Linked DNA regions of Mus musculus: regions 1, 2, 3 and 5 are each linked to region 4. The links are chromatin contacts, called in public HiChIP or PLAC-seq maps. All regions are on one chromosome and are shown on one strand. The core of a region is the stretch at or near the end of the contact, and the rest is flanking DNA. Distances in the headings are between cores, read along the strand shown. Region 1 holds the start of Edaradd (EDAR (ectodysplasin-A receptor)-associated death domain). Region 2 holds the start of Lgals8 (lectin, galactose binding, soluble 8). Region 3 holds the start of Ero1b (endoplasmic reticulum oxidoreductase 1 beta). Region 4 holds the start of Gpr137b (G protein-coupled receptor 137B). Region 5 holds the start of Heatr1 (HEAT repeat containing 1).

Evidence for each region. HiChIP or PLAC-seq counts read pairs in DNA pulled down with a chosen protein or histone mark.
Region 1: a contact with region 4 is called in an H3K4me3 HiChIP or PLAC-seq map of stem cell-derived neural progenitor cells, with 11 times the contacts expected there. The contact joins the promoter of Edaradd here to the promoter of Gpr137b in region 4. A contact is called at or near these places in 2 of 115 datasets of contacts at active chromatin or transcription factors (embryonic stem cells and stem cell-derived neural progenitor cells).
Region 2: an H3K4me3 HiChIP or PLAC-seq map of stem cell-derived neural progenitor cells shows a contact between it and region 4, with 12 times the contacts expected there. The contact joins the promoter of Lgals8 here to the promoter of Gpr137b in region 4. A contact is called at or near these places in 2 of 115 datasets of contacts at active chromatin or transcription factors (embryonic stem cells and stem cell-derived neural progenitor cells).
Region 3: a contact with region 4 is called in an H3K4me3 HiChIP or PLAC-seq map of stem cell-derived neural progenitor cells, with 11 times the contacts expected there. The contact joins the promoter of Ero1b here to the promoter of Gpr137b in region 4. A contact is called at or near these places in 2 of 115 datasets of contacts at active chromatin or transcription factors (embryonic stem cells and stem cell-derived neural progenitor cells).
Region 5: an H3K4me3 HiChIP or PLAC-seq map of embryonic stem cells shows a contact between it and region 4, with 6 times the contacts expected there. The contact joins the promoter of Heatr1 here to the promoter of Gpr137b in region 4. A contact is called at or near these places in 2 of 115 datasets of contacts at active chromatin or transcription factors (embryonic stem cells and stem cell-derived neural progenitor cells).

What each region holds. Positions count from the first base shown.
Region 1 is chr13:12,519,120-12,521,819 of GRCm38.p6, forward strand. Edaradd (EDAR (ectodysplasin-A receptor)-associated death domain) reads right to left here and starts at 1,331. Exons shown (of 6, transcript NM_133643.4): 1 at 799-1,331. The coding sequence starts at 829.
Region 2 is chr13:12,460,452-12,463,151 of GRCm38.p6, forward strand. It overlaps Lgals8 (lectin, galactose binding, soluble 8), which reads right to left and starts at 1,287. Exons shown (of 10, transcript NM_001199043.1): 1 at 790-1,287.
Region 3 is chr13:12,564,517-12,567,216 of GRCm38.p6, forward strand. Ero1b (endoplasmic reticulum oxidoreductase 1 beta) reads left to right here and starts at 1,367. Exons shown (of 16, transcript NM_026184.2): 1 at 1,367-1,662. The coding sequence starts at 1,561.
Region 4 is chr13:13,392,370-13,395,069 of GRCm38.p6, forward strand. Gpr137b (G protein-coupled receptor 137B) reads right to left here and starts at 1,255. Exons shown (of 7, transcript NM_031999.2): 1 at 756-1,255. The coding sequence starts at 1,124.
Region 5 is chr13:12,393,981-12,396,680 of GRCm38.p6, forward strand. Heatr1 (HEAT repeat containing 1) reads left to right here and starts at 1,395. Exons shown (of 45, transcript NM_144835.4): 1 at 1,395-1,490; 2 at 1,760-1,933; 3 at 2,442-2,658. The coding sequence starts at 1,792.

The sequences.
Region 1 (2,700 bases), core at 81-2,580, 870 kb before region 4:
GTAGCTAGATTACAGGAGGACAGAGGAGATTCCTGGACGTTGACGTTTAAAGGAATTTTCCTTAAATGAGGGAGAAGCGATAGAAAAATCTAGATTCTGACCTCAGATATCAAAGCACATTTTTAATGTACTACGGGGACTAGAGACCTCCACAGGTGGGGATTGCGCATGTGGGCTCAGCCTCGTGGCTCTGTGGACAGTATAATAGTTGAATAGTGGCTCGGAGAGGTTAAGACTTGCACAGAAGCAAACACATCTCAGCAAAGTGAAGCTAGGAGGGAGAAGACGAACAAGGAAATGTGCGAGTGGAAAGCAAGGGAGAGCCTGGAAGGAAGGGGGTGCAGAATCCTCCCTCCTATGTTCTTTTCTATCAAAGGTTGGCTGACTTGTTTCAACCAGGCACCCGCGTGGCCCAGAACAAAAGCGCTCGGCCGGGCCTCCGCGTGGGGAGAGGGACCACGCACACCTTGCAGTGTGCAGGAAGCGAGCGATCAGCTGCTGCTCACAGAGGGGCAAGCGCAGGGGTAGGATCGGGAGAGGTAAGACGCGTGCCGCAGCTGTTCCCATCCAGCCTGACACACATCTGGCGCCCTGGTGTCCAAAAGAAAAAAAAAAAAAAAAAAGAAAGAAAGAAAGAAAGAAAGAAAGAAAGAAAGAAAGAAAGAAAGAAAGGAAGGAAGGAAGAAAGAAAGAAAAAAAAAACCGCTCCCAGGGGATGACTGAAGTTCAGTCTTTCAGTCTCATTAATCCAGCTGGTGGTCACACCCCAAGTGAGGGCGCGGCACCTTGCCGCTTTACCTGAGCGCAGAGGGTCGTCCGGAGAAGCCATGAAGACCAGGAGAGGACAGATGAGTGTCCGAGCAGGGGTGGACAGTCTCTAGGACCCCTGAGAACAGCAGGATCGCAGGGACCCAACCTCTTGCGTGGTAATGCGCGACTCTGTCTGCGCTCTGCCCTGCTGCTGCTGCTGCTCCTCCTCCTCCCTTTCCTCTTCTTGATCTCTGCCACTTCTTCCTCGTGCTCACTTCCTGCAATTAGCAAAGCCCCTTCCCGGCGCGAGTCTCTCCAGAACTCTGGAGAGGATTCCGTGGGTTGCGGTTGGGCACGAGAGGACACCGAGGGGCCCCCGGAGCACTTGCCCTGCTGGTACCTAGGGCGTAGAACCCTGGTCTTACCACGGAGGTCCCACGCGATCGCAACTGGGAGAGCCTTTCAGCTAGCCTTCCCCTGGCTGCCGCACGCGCGGGTGGCTTTCCCGGCTCCTAATCTCGTCCTCAGCTGGGACACCAAAGCACTCCCAGCGTGCTCCTTGCACAGGCCCGGGCTGAGACGCCTGCCGGCGATTTGATGTTTGAACAGTTTCCTAATCTTCAGGCAGCCTGAACGGCGGCATGACCGCACACGCTAGCACTTTCTAATTTGATGTTTCTTTGGCATTAGTTACTGCCTGACCTCCTGGGTGAGCACTACACAAAGGAGCGGGAAGAAAAGTCAGTCTTGAGGTCTCTGGTTTACTCCTCTGAAGGAAAAAGCAAAAACCAAAAAAACAGTATACGGTTCTGTTAGAAATGCAGAACCCATGGGCCCTTAAACGAATTAAGATTTAGCTTAAATGGGATTTTATTCTAATTAAGAGCAGAGAATCTGATCTTTTATTTTTTTATTTTTTTGTTTTTTGTTTTTTGGGTTTTTTCGAGATAGGGTTTCTCTGTATAGCCCTGGCTGTCCTGGAACTCACTCTGTAGAACTCAGAAATCCACCTGCCTCTGCCTGCCAAGTGCTGGGGTTAAAGGCATGTGCCACCACTGCATGGCGAATCTGATCTTTTAAAATGGCTATATTTTATTTAAAAGTTTAAGTTATTTCTATTATTTTTTAAATCATATTGGGGGTGAGGGGTATGAACACACAAGTACAGTGCCTACAGGGTCTAGAAGACGGTGGTAGCTCCCCTAAAGGTGGAGTTGCTGGTGGTTGTGGCCTTGCTAGGAACTGAGCTTGGGTCTTTTGCAAAAGTGGTAGCACTTTCAAGGCTAAGCTGCCTCTCCAGCTCTAGTGGCAGCATCTTCACTATGTGCCATATACAAAGGTTACAGACACGTTACATTTAATAGGAATCTCTGAAAGGAAGCACATAATCTATATCTGCCTTGGACATAAGCATAGAACTATTTTCTTTTTAAAAAAGGAGTTTAAAGGAGATGCCAGCCAAGGATGTAGGTCAGTAGTAGAGTGCCTGGCATGCATAAGCCCCAGCCTGATGATATACGTTGTAATCCCAGCACACAAGAGACTGAGGCAGGAGGGGAGTCTGGAGTTTGAGACCACCAAGAACTTTATGGTGTGGGGCTTTATTAAAAAAGAGGAGGAAGGGGGGAGGAGGAGGAAGTAAGAAAAGAAAGATTATTTCAGTATTTGCTGGACAATTTCATTAACAAATTACCCAATTCAGATTAATTAATAAACTGAACATTTCAGGGAGACAGCAAATGCCAATGTATCTTTGTGGTGCCCCCCAGGCTGCTCTGTGGTTCTGAGGCTCACGGCACTCTTGGGGTTGGTTTGTATTCTCCATAAGATGCTGCCATGGAAGAGTTGGGTCTTTAGAGAGGAGGCCACAAAGGCTCAGGTAAGGTAGGGAAATTAATTTAGAAAGGGTATTTTCTCAGGGAGTCTACTTTGAGGTTTGGTCTGTGGTTC
Region 2 (2,700 bases), core at 37-2,536, 930 kb before region 4:
TAGAAAACATTGCTCTTCTTCAACCAGCCAAATTAAGTAAGTTGAGGGTGGGGTGGGGGTGGCAGAGTTACTCCGGGGAATACCAAATGCAATGTTTTGCATCAGCCCGGTTTTGAAAGATAAGAGCGCCCCCTCGGCACTGCGCCCTGCCCACTGAATCATTTACTACCTCTAGTCCTGATGACTCAAACCAGAACCAAGCCAGAAAATGAAACTAGAGTTTCCTGTCTTTTACTTCCTACAGTTCCGCCAGGCTGTAGACAATAGGCACTCGCCAAATCTCTTATTTTACCGGAGAAAAGAAAATTGCATCTCTCTTGGTTACACCCCTAAAAACCACCCTAGACCCCTACCTAGTATCTGTCACTAACTCATTTTATTCAAATCCTCTGAGCCTTTAATTCTGTTCTGTGCAATCCAGGAAGCACGAACTAGAGCAAAAAGGAGACAAGGAATTGCCATCACCACATCCATAATTGATATCTTTCCCGGAGAGAGATCAAGATGGCCTAGGTTGGCATTAAATAACTACTCTCCGAAGTCTCCAGACACGTATCACCGTCAGTCACAACAAGCCGTGGCTTAGGTTTAGGACGATTCCCAAACCCAGAGAAATTGCGTTTCCCCGTGTTTAACGTTGGGATAGAATGACGCAGCATGCTAAAGTGCGTGTCTGGAATAACGGAGTGTGACACAGCTGTCAACTGTCCCTGGGCCTGTCATTCTTGGGGATCCAGGTGATGCTCGCCCTTTCCCTGGCAGGTGAGCCGCCGAGCGGAGAGCCCTCACCGCAGCAGTCAGCGTTGTCCCGACACTACGGTCCCAGTACAAGCCTCAACCCACGATCGCTCCCGGTGTCCGGTGCCCCGTGCATGTGTCACGGAGGAGACGGCGGGATGCCGTGTCCACACTCGGATTCCGGTCCGGGAACAGTGGTATCCCGATGTCCCTGAGCCCGCAGTCGCCAGGACTCACCCCGGTGGTAGTAAGCGCTTTGCTCCGACTTGTGTCCCCTGACGGACGCCGTCCGGTTCCCGGAGCCGCCACAGGCAGAGGGCGGGGTCAGCCCGCGGCCGTTTCCGCGAGAACGACTGCAGGGGCGGGGCGTCCGAGTGCTGCGAGCTGGGGCTGTTGGGCTCTTAATGTCACACACGCAGACCTATGGCTGGCTGTGGGAGTGGCTGGCTGGGGTTGGGGTGTGGCTCACCTCACGTGCTGGAAGCCCCCAGGTTGATTTCCACCCAGCTCTGCACAAATCGGTCGGGGTGCACCCCTGTAGTTCCAGCCCTGCGAGGTGGAGGCAGGAGGACCACAAGTTCAATGTCATACTGGAGAACTTAAGGAATTCGGGGTCACTCTGGGACAGATACCTGATCTCAAGGGTGTTAAAAATACACTTAAAGAATAATCGTGGGGGGTGTGGCCGGGGTACTCCTGGGTTTGCCTCCTTTGCAGCCTTGGGTCAGAACTGAACAATGTTGTGAGCCAATCAGATTTAGCAGCCACTCATTGCCAATAACTAGCCTTGTGTGTGGAGGAATTCGTTCTTCTTTGTCCCTGCAAGAAACCCCATCCTGTGAGCAGTAGCCAGAACATGTCAACACTGGGTGATTGGCCGCTTATTCTGTGCTGGAGTTTACTACAGGGAACGCTTCCTTAGGAAACAGTTTAGACACTGATGCTCAGTTCTGAGCAGAGTAGATGGTCAATAAGCACTGAGCTGCATAGTCAGGGCGCTGCACTGCTGACGGTTTGCCCCGTATTTGTACGAACAAACTTAAATAAAACTGTAGGGCGCTGAGAATGGCTGACTGAGCTACCTAGTTTTGATGTCCTAATGGCCTCAAGGTTATGTTCTTTTCTAGATATTAGCCATGTTTGTTTTTAAAGGACATGTTTGACATAGCCATTTGGTCTTTTTCTCTGGCTGTGTGTTTTATTTTGTTTTGAACTTGTATTTTATTTTTTTAAAGCCTCTTAGCAGCAACCTCGTGTTCTGATTCGTTACTTTTTCTCCTTCCTCATGTCCATTTTCTAATTTTGATTAACTCCTCAAGATTCTACTTTAATAGCTGGAGTTAACCCTTGATGTATGTTGTCTTAGCTCTGTTGTTATTACTAGGTGTGGTAGGCTTCTCACTACACTTTCTGGGGTTTGTAAGAGATAGGGTGTGGAGAGCTTTTGGAGCCCGTTTCTAGAAACTTTGCAGGAATTAAACATTGGGCCAGGACACAGAAGTAAGCTCAGGCAGGAATATCGTTTTGGGCTAGAGCAAAGAAGTAGGCTTCAGTCAAGAATGTGACTTTGGGCTAGGAGAGGGAAGTAGGCTCAGATATCTTGGTCATCTTGATAAGCCCCTGCCTGGAAACATTGATCACAGGACTTTGTTCCTTGACTGTTTGTGTTTATAGTCCTGCTTGTCCTTGACCCAGAACTGATATTATTTTGCATGTACTTAAACTGGTATCAAAGCAGACTGGAAAAACATTATAAGCCTGACTCAGCCTCAGAACTCGCTGGGGTCATGCCACAGTGTTGTCTTGTTGTCTTTTTTCTTTTTAATTCCGACTCCCTCCCTGGAGAACCTGTTGACTGACGGAGCTGGCTTGGTCAATAGGGAATCTGCCATACACATTCCCAACCCTACTGTAATGCCTCTAAAGAAGGGCTCCCCAGGCTTCGGTTGAGTGCTACATTAT
Region 3 (2,700 bases), core at 117-2,616, 830 kb before region 4:
AGTTCCAGGGTCTTGGACTGGTTTATTGTTCTGTTGTCTCCGCCTTAAAAGTCTTCTCATTTCCCCTGGACTTTCATTTCTGGCTGACCCTACAGATCATGCAGTGGGTCTAGATGGAATCATGGATGCGAATGTTCTCATGTTACCAGAGAGGCCAGAGGAGATTTTGAAGATGTGATTAAGGATTTTGAGATCAGGAAATTGCCTGGGTTATCCGGGTGAGCACCATGCAATCGAAAGTCTTTATATGTAGGGACACAAGAGAGATAGGGTCAGAAAGCACAGACGACAAAAGCAGGCTATGCCACTGTGTCATGTGAGGTCCTGAATCTAGGAATTTGATTGGCCATAGAAGCTAGAAAAAGCAAGGAAACATTATTCTCTAGAATATTCCAAATGGATGCAGTTTGTTTTAGTTTTCTGGCTTCCAGAATGTAAGATAATACATTGGGGTTGTTTTCAATCACTACCCTTCTGGTCATTTGTTACATCAACAATGACAAATTGATACATACTACTGAATGTAAGTTTCCTATAACTCAGGAATATCGGTAAAGTTAGCGATTACCATTAATTGATCACTTATTTGCTAGGGACTACAGGAAGCTTATGTACATAACCTTACATAATCCCAGAACAATATTTGAGGTGTAATTAAGACCACAAAACCATCTAGAATGTGTTACATTTGGGATAGTCTATGTCCCTTTAAGCTTTTCTGTGCGTTTATCCCGATTCTTCGTTTTTCACTGTATAGACTGGGGTTTTCCTTCATCCTTTAAAATGTATTATAGATTTTCTGGTGTTGGTAGAGGAGTAGTGGAGACACCAAGCAATGATACTTCTGGGGCATGTGACATGAAGGAGGTGCTGAAGACTTCCTGACAAGATGCCAGGTGGTTTTAGGTAGCTGCAGAGGTGAGAAAAAAGGCAAAGAAAGCTCTTGGGAATAGCAAGTCAAAGATTCGGCCGGCCTGGCGAGAAAATCCTGGCCCCAGTAGGTCAAGCGGTGACAAAGAGCTATTGGCATAGTGCCTGAAGACCTGCGGGGATGGGGGTGGACAGTCTTGTTTCTCAGAGCGACGAAACAGAGGTTCCACCACCTCAGGCCAACCCCTAAAACAGCACCCACTCTCCCGCCTGCTCCTGGGTGTTTTGGAGGCCTCGTGGTCCCGCCTCATTGGCCGCCGCGGAGCCCCGCCTCAGGGAGGCAGAGCGACCTCCGAGCCTGTAGTTCTCCATTTTCAAGACCTTCCCACTGTGGGGGGGCCCCAAGGGGCTACAGGGACTACAACTCCCAGAAGGCTTTGCGCAGAGGGCGTGATCATAACTGAGGACGCCGGGGGCGGGGCCTCCTGGGATGAAGCGGGGGCGCGCAGCACTGGTACATCAGTCGCTGCTGCTGCGAACGGTAGAGTGTTCCTTGCCCGAGACCGGCGCTCAGACCCCGGGTCCTGGAGGCTCCCGGCTCCCAGGCACTGCCCCCTGCTGTCGTCGTCGCGGCGGGCCGTCGTTCCCCAGCCCCGATCGGCCGAGGCGACGGCAGCGGCCGAGGTCACCATGAGTCCGGGGTTCCGCCGGGCCGTTACTGGGCAGGGGGCGGCGGCCGCGGTGCAACTGCTTGTCACCCTGAGCTTCCTCTCAAGTCTGGTCAAGACTCAGGTAAGCCCGAGGACCAAAGGCAGGGGACGGGTCACGCCGGCGTCGCCGAGAGGCCGAGGTGCAGGTGCGAGTGGCCAGCCAGGGATTGAGAACCGCGCCGGCTAGTGCGGGAAACGTCTGTAAAGCGCGGCGGGCGCGGGGACACGACACGCGTGGTGATGGTTTACGGAAGAGGAAGATGGTGACGGCCAGTAAGCGCTAGCGGCTTTATCTTTGTGATGGTGACGGGGAGACACAAGTCTTGAGTGGTGAAGGTGTTGGGGACACAAACCTCTGACATCCTTCCCTCAGATGACAGGGAGGCAGACCCTCCATCCTCTTCCTGGGCTAGAGGGGGCATTACTTCATTTCCTTGAACTTGTGCTCTAGAGATAGCTATAGGCATTACCCGCTTTATAATTATCCACCTGTCCTACGTATGCAAAGTGGCATGCCAGGTGAGCCCAGTTATGACACTGGAGGGCCTAGGCCCCTACTGTGGGCTTCTTAAGTCTATAGTGAGGCTTGCTGGCTGGACAGTCCGGTAGACTTTGACGTTGCCTTGGTTAGGCAGGTATTACTGAAGTGTTCACTACATACTCGAAAGCCAAAGCACAGCCTCTTGCCTTGAAAAGAGATAGGTTAGCTCTGCCTCTTTTAGTGAGGAAGGTTTGAACAGGTTGCCAGATGCTGCTATATCTTGTCTGCACCTGCTGCAAAGTGCTAGCTCGAAGAGCCAAAACCGAAGAAAAACAAAAGTGTCTCAGATGGCCTGATAATGAGGGGCATGCAGTTTGAAGCAATTAACACTCATTGCTAAGAGAAAAAAAAATGATGGTAACTGTGAGAGTAACCGTGTAAACATGTTTTTCTGCCTTGTTCATGGTGTTATGGTGTCCAGCATGAAGTCCTAGAATACAAGAATATTCTGTTTGTGTCCATGTGTGAGTTCTCTTGAATGATTTGATAAAAATAAACAGCTAGGAACAGTGGCATACACCTGTAGCCTCAGCTCTCAGGGGTAAAAAACACAAACAGTAGGAAAAACAGTAGGATTGC
Region 4 (2,700 bases), core at 5-2,504:
ACTTAGTGCCTGGGAAGCTAATGGGAACTGGAGTAGTCGGTAAGGGCAACATCAGTATCATTAAGCCTTGGCTAATGCTTTACTCAGCCTCCTGCAATCACTGTACTTTCATTGAGACACAGCCACAAGAGCCCTCGTGCAACCCTTTAGCTCATTAACTACGGGTCTCATAAAACCAAGCTGCTGGTCCTGTAAAAGAGTCCAGGTTCAATTTTATGGCTTATTTCTTGGGGCTTCTCCGATGAGCTCAGACAGCAAGCCAAAAACCTCCTGCAACTGAGGAGTTGGGTGTGCCACCAGACTGCCCTAGTGAAGCAATCCTGTGGAATGAGTTACTAATTCACAGTACAGTAGGGATCCTAATCCCAAAGGTTCAAAACATCTCATCAAAATCAAGCCTGTCTCATCATTACTTCCAACAGGCTGGTGCCTGGCCCCAAAGTGGAGCCAACATGCAGATGGCCTTCCAGGATAAGGGGTAGGTGTCTTGAGATGAGCAAGGGAGACAGGGGAAAGTAGAATCAGACACCTCTTGCATCAGCACCGAATGTGATGTGCACAGAAGACTCCAGGCACCCGGTGGGTCCTCCCTACGTTTGGGAACAACTGGGGGTCGCCTGAGAGTAGGGCCTGCAGATGGGATGGTCTCAGCACCCTAGAACCTGCACCTCGCCCCGACCCTCTCCACCTGCGGCCGAGGAGACCTACCCCTCCCGGAGGATGGTGGGCGACCCCGGCAGGTGAGCGTCTCTCACCTGCGTGAAGTACAAGTTCATGAGCGTGAGGGTGAAGAACTGTAGACACACGGGGAAGCAGTAGAGCAGCCAGAAGACGAAGGGGCTGAACGAGTTGGCTGCCACGAAGTCTCGGAAGTAAAAGGAGAAGAGCACGGTACGCAGCGAGGCCCAGAAGAGGCAAAGGAAGAGGAAGACGCTCTGGTAGCTGAGCCGCTTGTGACGGTAGCGCAGCACCAGCCAGAGCTGCGCATAGATGAACACGAAGAGGAGCGCGTAGAAGACGGTGTAGACCGCGGTGAGGCCGAGCTTCACGTAGGGCGGCACCGCGGGGCTCAGCGTGGGAGGCAGGGAGTCATTGCGCACCGGCTCCCACGGAGGCGCCTCCATCAGGCTGGGGCTGCTCGAGCTTCATCAGGGCTCGCAGCCGTTCGCTCCCGGGTACCCGCGCATCGCGCCGCGCCCGCCGCTCCAGAGCCTAGCCGGGAAAACAAGCCGCACTTCCTCCCGCCGCACCACATGATCTGCTGGGCGGCCTTTGTGTGCGATTGGCAGCGCCGCGCCCCCGGGAGCGCGCGTCCGCACCCGACCCGCCCATCCCGGCCTTGCGCGCCCCTGGTGCGCGCGCCCTGGGGACAGCGGCCTTAGAGCTGAAGCCTGGTCTGGGCTCCAATGCCAAGAATCCTGTGGCTGTGCGGCCCCACGGGCCAAGTCTAGGGTGATTCGCGCCGGTGCAGTGCGTGATCCTAACCTGTGTGCATGGGCCTTTCAGGACCTCACGGCTGCGGCTGGGAAAACATCTGTGCCCCCGACCCGTGTGCTCCCCATTATCCCGTAGGTGGGGATGGGACTAGGGAGTATCCGTGTCCGGGATCCGTGCATTCCACCCCACCCCACTCCCAAGATCCTAATGATGGTGCTGGGAAGTATCCGCATTGTGTATGCACTGTGCGCCCCCTCATAGCACACACCCCTGATCAGTGCATCTCTTTGACATCTTGCGCCGTCTGATAACGGAGGAGATTGTGCCTCTGACCTGAGCATCCCCTTTCTCACACACAAACTACGCGCCCCTGACCCCACAAGCCTGCGCGCGCCAGACGTGGGAGTCTTGAGACTGGCATTTCGCTGGGGGTGTGGCTTGGGGGCGTGTCTGCGCTCTTGACTTAGCGCTTTCTGCTGATGCCTGGTTTTACAGTTCACTCTTTATTTAAAAATCAAACCACTTTGCAAGTTCCTTCTCCCATGCACCCACACGCTCACCCGTATTAAAAAAAATTAATATGTAAGCACGAGTTGGCCAGCTTCTGCGGCGCTGCGGAATTCTAAATGCAAATGACCAAAGGGCTAGAATTTCTTGCCGGCCTGTGTTGGTAGCTACTGCTCTCAAAGTAAGCTGCACAGAGTTCTCCCAGAACCCCTAACTTCCCGCCATAGTGGGGCTGCGCCCTTGTCCTCAGAGCAGAGGAGCACTTAAGAACTAGTGAGACTAGTGCCAGCCGATCCACCCCTTTTCTTCTTGTACCCCCATTCTCTCATCTGCTGCTGCCCAGAGGTTCTCTGATCTCAGATAAAACTGACTCAGTTTATCCCCAACCCTGAGCTACACTACCTTTATTTGATCACATTGTTGTGGTGTGGCTCAGCCCTAACACACACCTTTAATCCAAGAGCTAAATAAAGTCAACCCTAGGTCAAGAGGCAGAGCAAGCAGCCCGCTGACAGAGAGTGAACCTAAGTAAACAGAAAGGGAGGTCTTTGAGTTAAAGGGTATTTACAGCGTGGAAAAGGAGAAAGAGCTTTTCCCTTTTGTGATTTCCGGTGGAGTAGAAAGGTCAGCTGGGTGCTTTCTCTGCCTCCCTGAGCTAGTGGGCTTTCACCAGTGTCTGGCTCCTGTGTCTTCATTTGGTAAAATCCAGTGGCTGGGATTTTTGTTTTATTAAACAATACTGAGCTCTCAAGAAAC
Region 5 (2,700 bases), core at 145-2,644, 1.0 Mb before region 4:
TTTTCTACAGTGGAGCTAACTCACTGTGCAAACCTAAGGCTAGGTCCCAATTACCATATGGACAATGTAAGATGAGCTAACTTGAACTAACTCTGTAGCATTTTTGGACCTTTTTTGCCTCATAATTCTTTGTCAGGGCATCTTTTCCCCTCCTTATAGGTCCTTTGCGTATATATCTCCGTTTCTGGTTTTGCATTTTTATAAGCTTTCTGTGTGTATAAGCAGGTATGTCTCTTTCTATATGTGTTTCTTGAGCTTTTTCTTTGGCACTTTTTTCTTCTCTTTGTTTTGTCTTATTCTGATGTTTGTTTTTATTTTGCCTATCGCCTTCGTCGTCATCATCGTATGTTTGTACCCTAAATAAGAAAGAGAAAAAACGGTGTGGATTTGGGTGGAAGGGGAAGTGTTGGAGGATCTGGGAAGAGTTGTGGAACGAAACTGTAACCAGAATATGAAAACAAAAAAGTTTTGTGTATTTTTTGTTTTTGTTTTTTGTTTGTTTTTGAGACAAGGTTTCTCTGTGCAGCTCTGGATATTCTGAAACTCACTCCACAAATCAGGCTTGCCTCGAATTCAGATCTGACTGCCTCTGCCTCCCTCGAGCTGGAATTAAAGAAGTGAGCCGCCACCTCCCATCTTGAAAAAAGTTATTTTCACTTAAAAAAATTAAAATGTCATGTTTCTAATAATAATAATAACAGAATAAGAAAAACACCACTCCCTAGGACTGCAGACAAGGCAAAGGTGATAAGGTTGTCAGTAACTGCGTTCAGCGAGTGTTTACTACTTACAGAGCAACCAGATTGCACTGAGAACTACAACTCACGTTAGGTTTGTGCCCTCCTCGGGTAGCATTAGAATTAGAAACGCGGCTTCCCGCGCTTCAGCCCCTCGCAGGCTGGATAAGTATCTCGTGAATGACCGGTTCCTGCTACACACCCGTAAAGCTCCCAAAGGCGGTTGGGGAAAAAGAATCCCAGACCTAAGCCTGAAGGCACATAGCAACACTGAGCGAGGCGTCGGGTACCTAGAGAAGCGAGCTGTAGCACCAAGGAGCGGAGGGGCGGGACTTATAGGTGGCTTTCTGGAAAGAAGGGGGAGGTACTGTAGGCGTGGCTTAGCACATTTTCGTGAGGGTGGAGCTTAAAGGAGGGGCGTGGAATAAATGTGGTGTCTTGGAAAGAGGTGCGGATGGAAGGCGGAGCTTAACTGGATGAGCGAGCGGAGGGTGGGGCTTTGAGGTTCAGGCCCTTAGAGGGGAAAGTAGGCGGGGAATTAAATGGCTGGCCTGAATAGGCGGAACTTAGAGTCACGGAGGCGGGGCCGTTGTATTGCGTTTTCTACAAAGGTGTCCCTTTTCTCTTGCCGTAGTGAGAAGCCGGAAGTTCCTATGAGGCGTGCTTTAGAGTTCCGGGACAGTGCCGGCACCATGTGGGAGCTGATCTGAGGAGTTGTTAGCTGTCTAATCCTGCTGATATTCCGAGTTCAGGGTGAGGAGGAGCACGGTGCGGCTAGGCGCGGCCGTGACTTGGAACGGGTGGCCGGGTGGGCCGTGAGGTCGTGGTGCAGAGCTGGGGAAAGCTGGTGCTGCGGAGGCGTAGTTAACGCAATTGCTGTGGTGGGTCCTGGAGGGTCGGGGAAGCAAGTTTCTGTGTCCTCGAAAGGACTGAGCGCTGTATTGCCAGAGCATGAGCCCTGGCCTGCCATCTGTTAAGGCGCCTGACGTTTCCTAAAAACTTTTCACGCTGTTCGTTCTTAGCCGGTGTTTTGAGACATCCGCCTCCGTGCAAGATGACGTCCTTAGCCCAGCAGCTCCAGCGACTCGCCCTCCCTCAAACTGATCCCAGCCTCCTATCGAGACGTGAAGTTGCCTCTCTGTTATTTGACCCCAAGGAGGCGGCCACAATCGACAGGGACACCGCCTTTGCCATCGGTGAGCCACCTTTCACTTAGCAAAGCTCCCAGAGCATGATATCGGGGAGTTGGGGGGGGGGGAGGTTCTGTATTTTCTTGCCCCCCCCCCCGTTCGCTTCCCGAGCAGTACCTTGTTTTCTTGGTAAGGGGGTGGGAAACAGCAATACTGCTAGATGTGTGAATGTATTTATAAATAATGGTATCTGAAATTTCACAAACTAACTAATATGTAAAAAGGAAGAAAAGTAAAGAAACCGAGACAATGACTGTGGTGTGAGAGGAGACTTTCAGAACTAGATGTAGTTTTAATGACTAAAAAGAAGGGCTCGGGTGGAGTTCTTGTCATGAAGTACTTTCTTTTCTCCTAGTGAGTGGGGGTCAGATTTATCCTATATGTTAACAACTAAAGCCAGTGTTTGAGAGTGTCTAACACATGGTAACAGAGTTCATGAGCTTGGGGGTGAGGAGAACAGGAGAGTATCTGTTGGGTTTGCCTACAAAGAAGTTACACGTGACTCTCCTCCTAGGATGCACTGGCCTGGAGGAGCTTCTTGGGATTGACCCTGCCTTTGAACAGTTTGAAGCGCCATTGTTCAGCCAGCTGGCAAAAGGCTTGGAGCGCAGCGTCCAGACCAAAGCAGTGAACAAGCAGCTGGATGAAAACATTTCATCGTTCCTCCTTCACTTGTCTCCTTATTTCCTCCTCAAGCCAGCGCAGAAGTGTCTGGAATGGCTGATTCACAGGTAGCTAAACCTTCATTAGTTGCCAACACTTGGTAAGCTAGA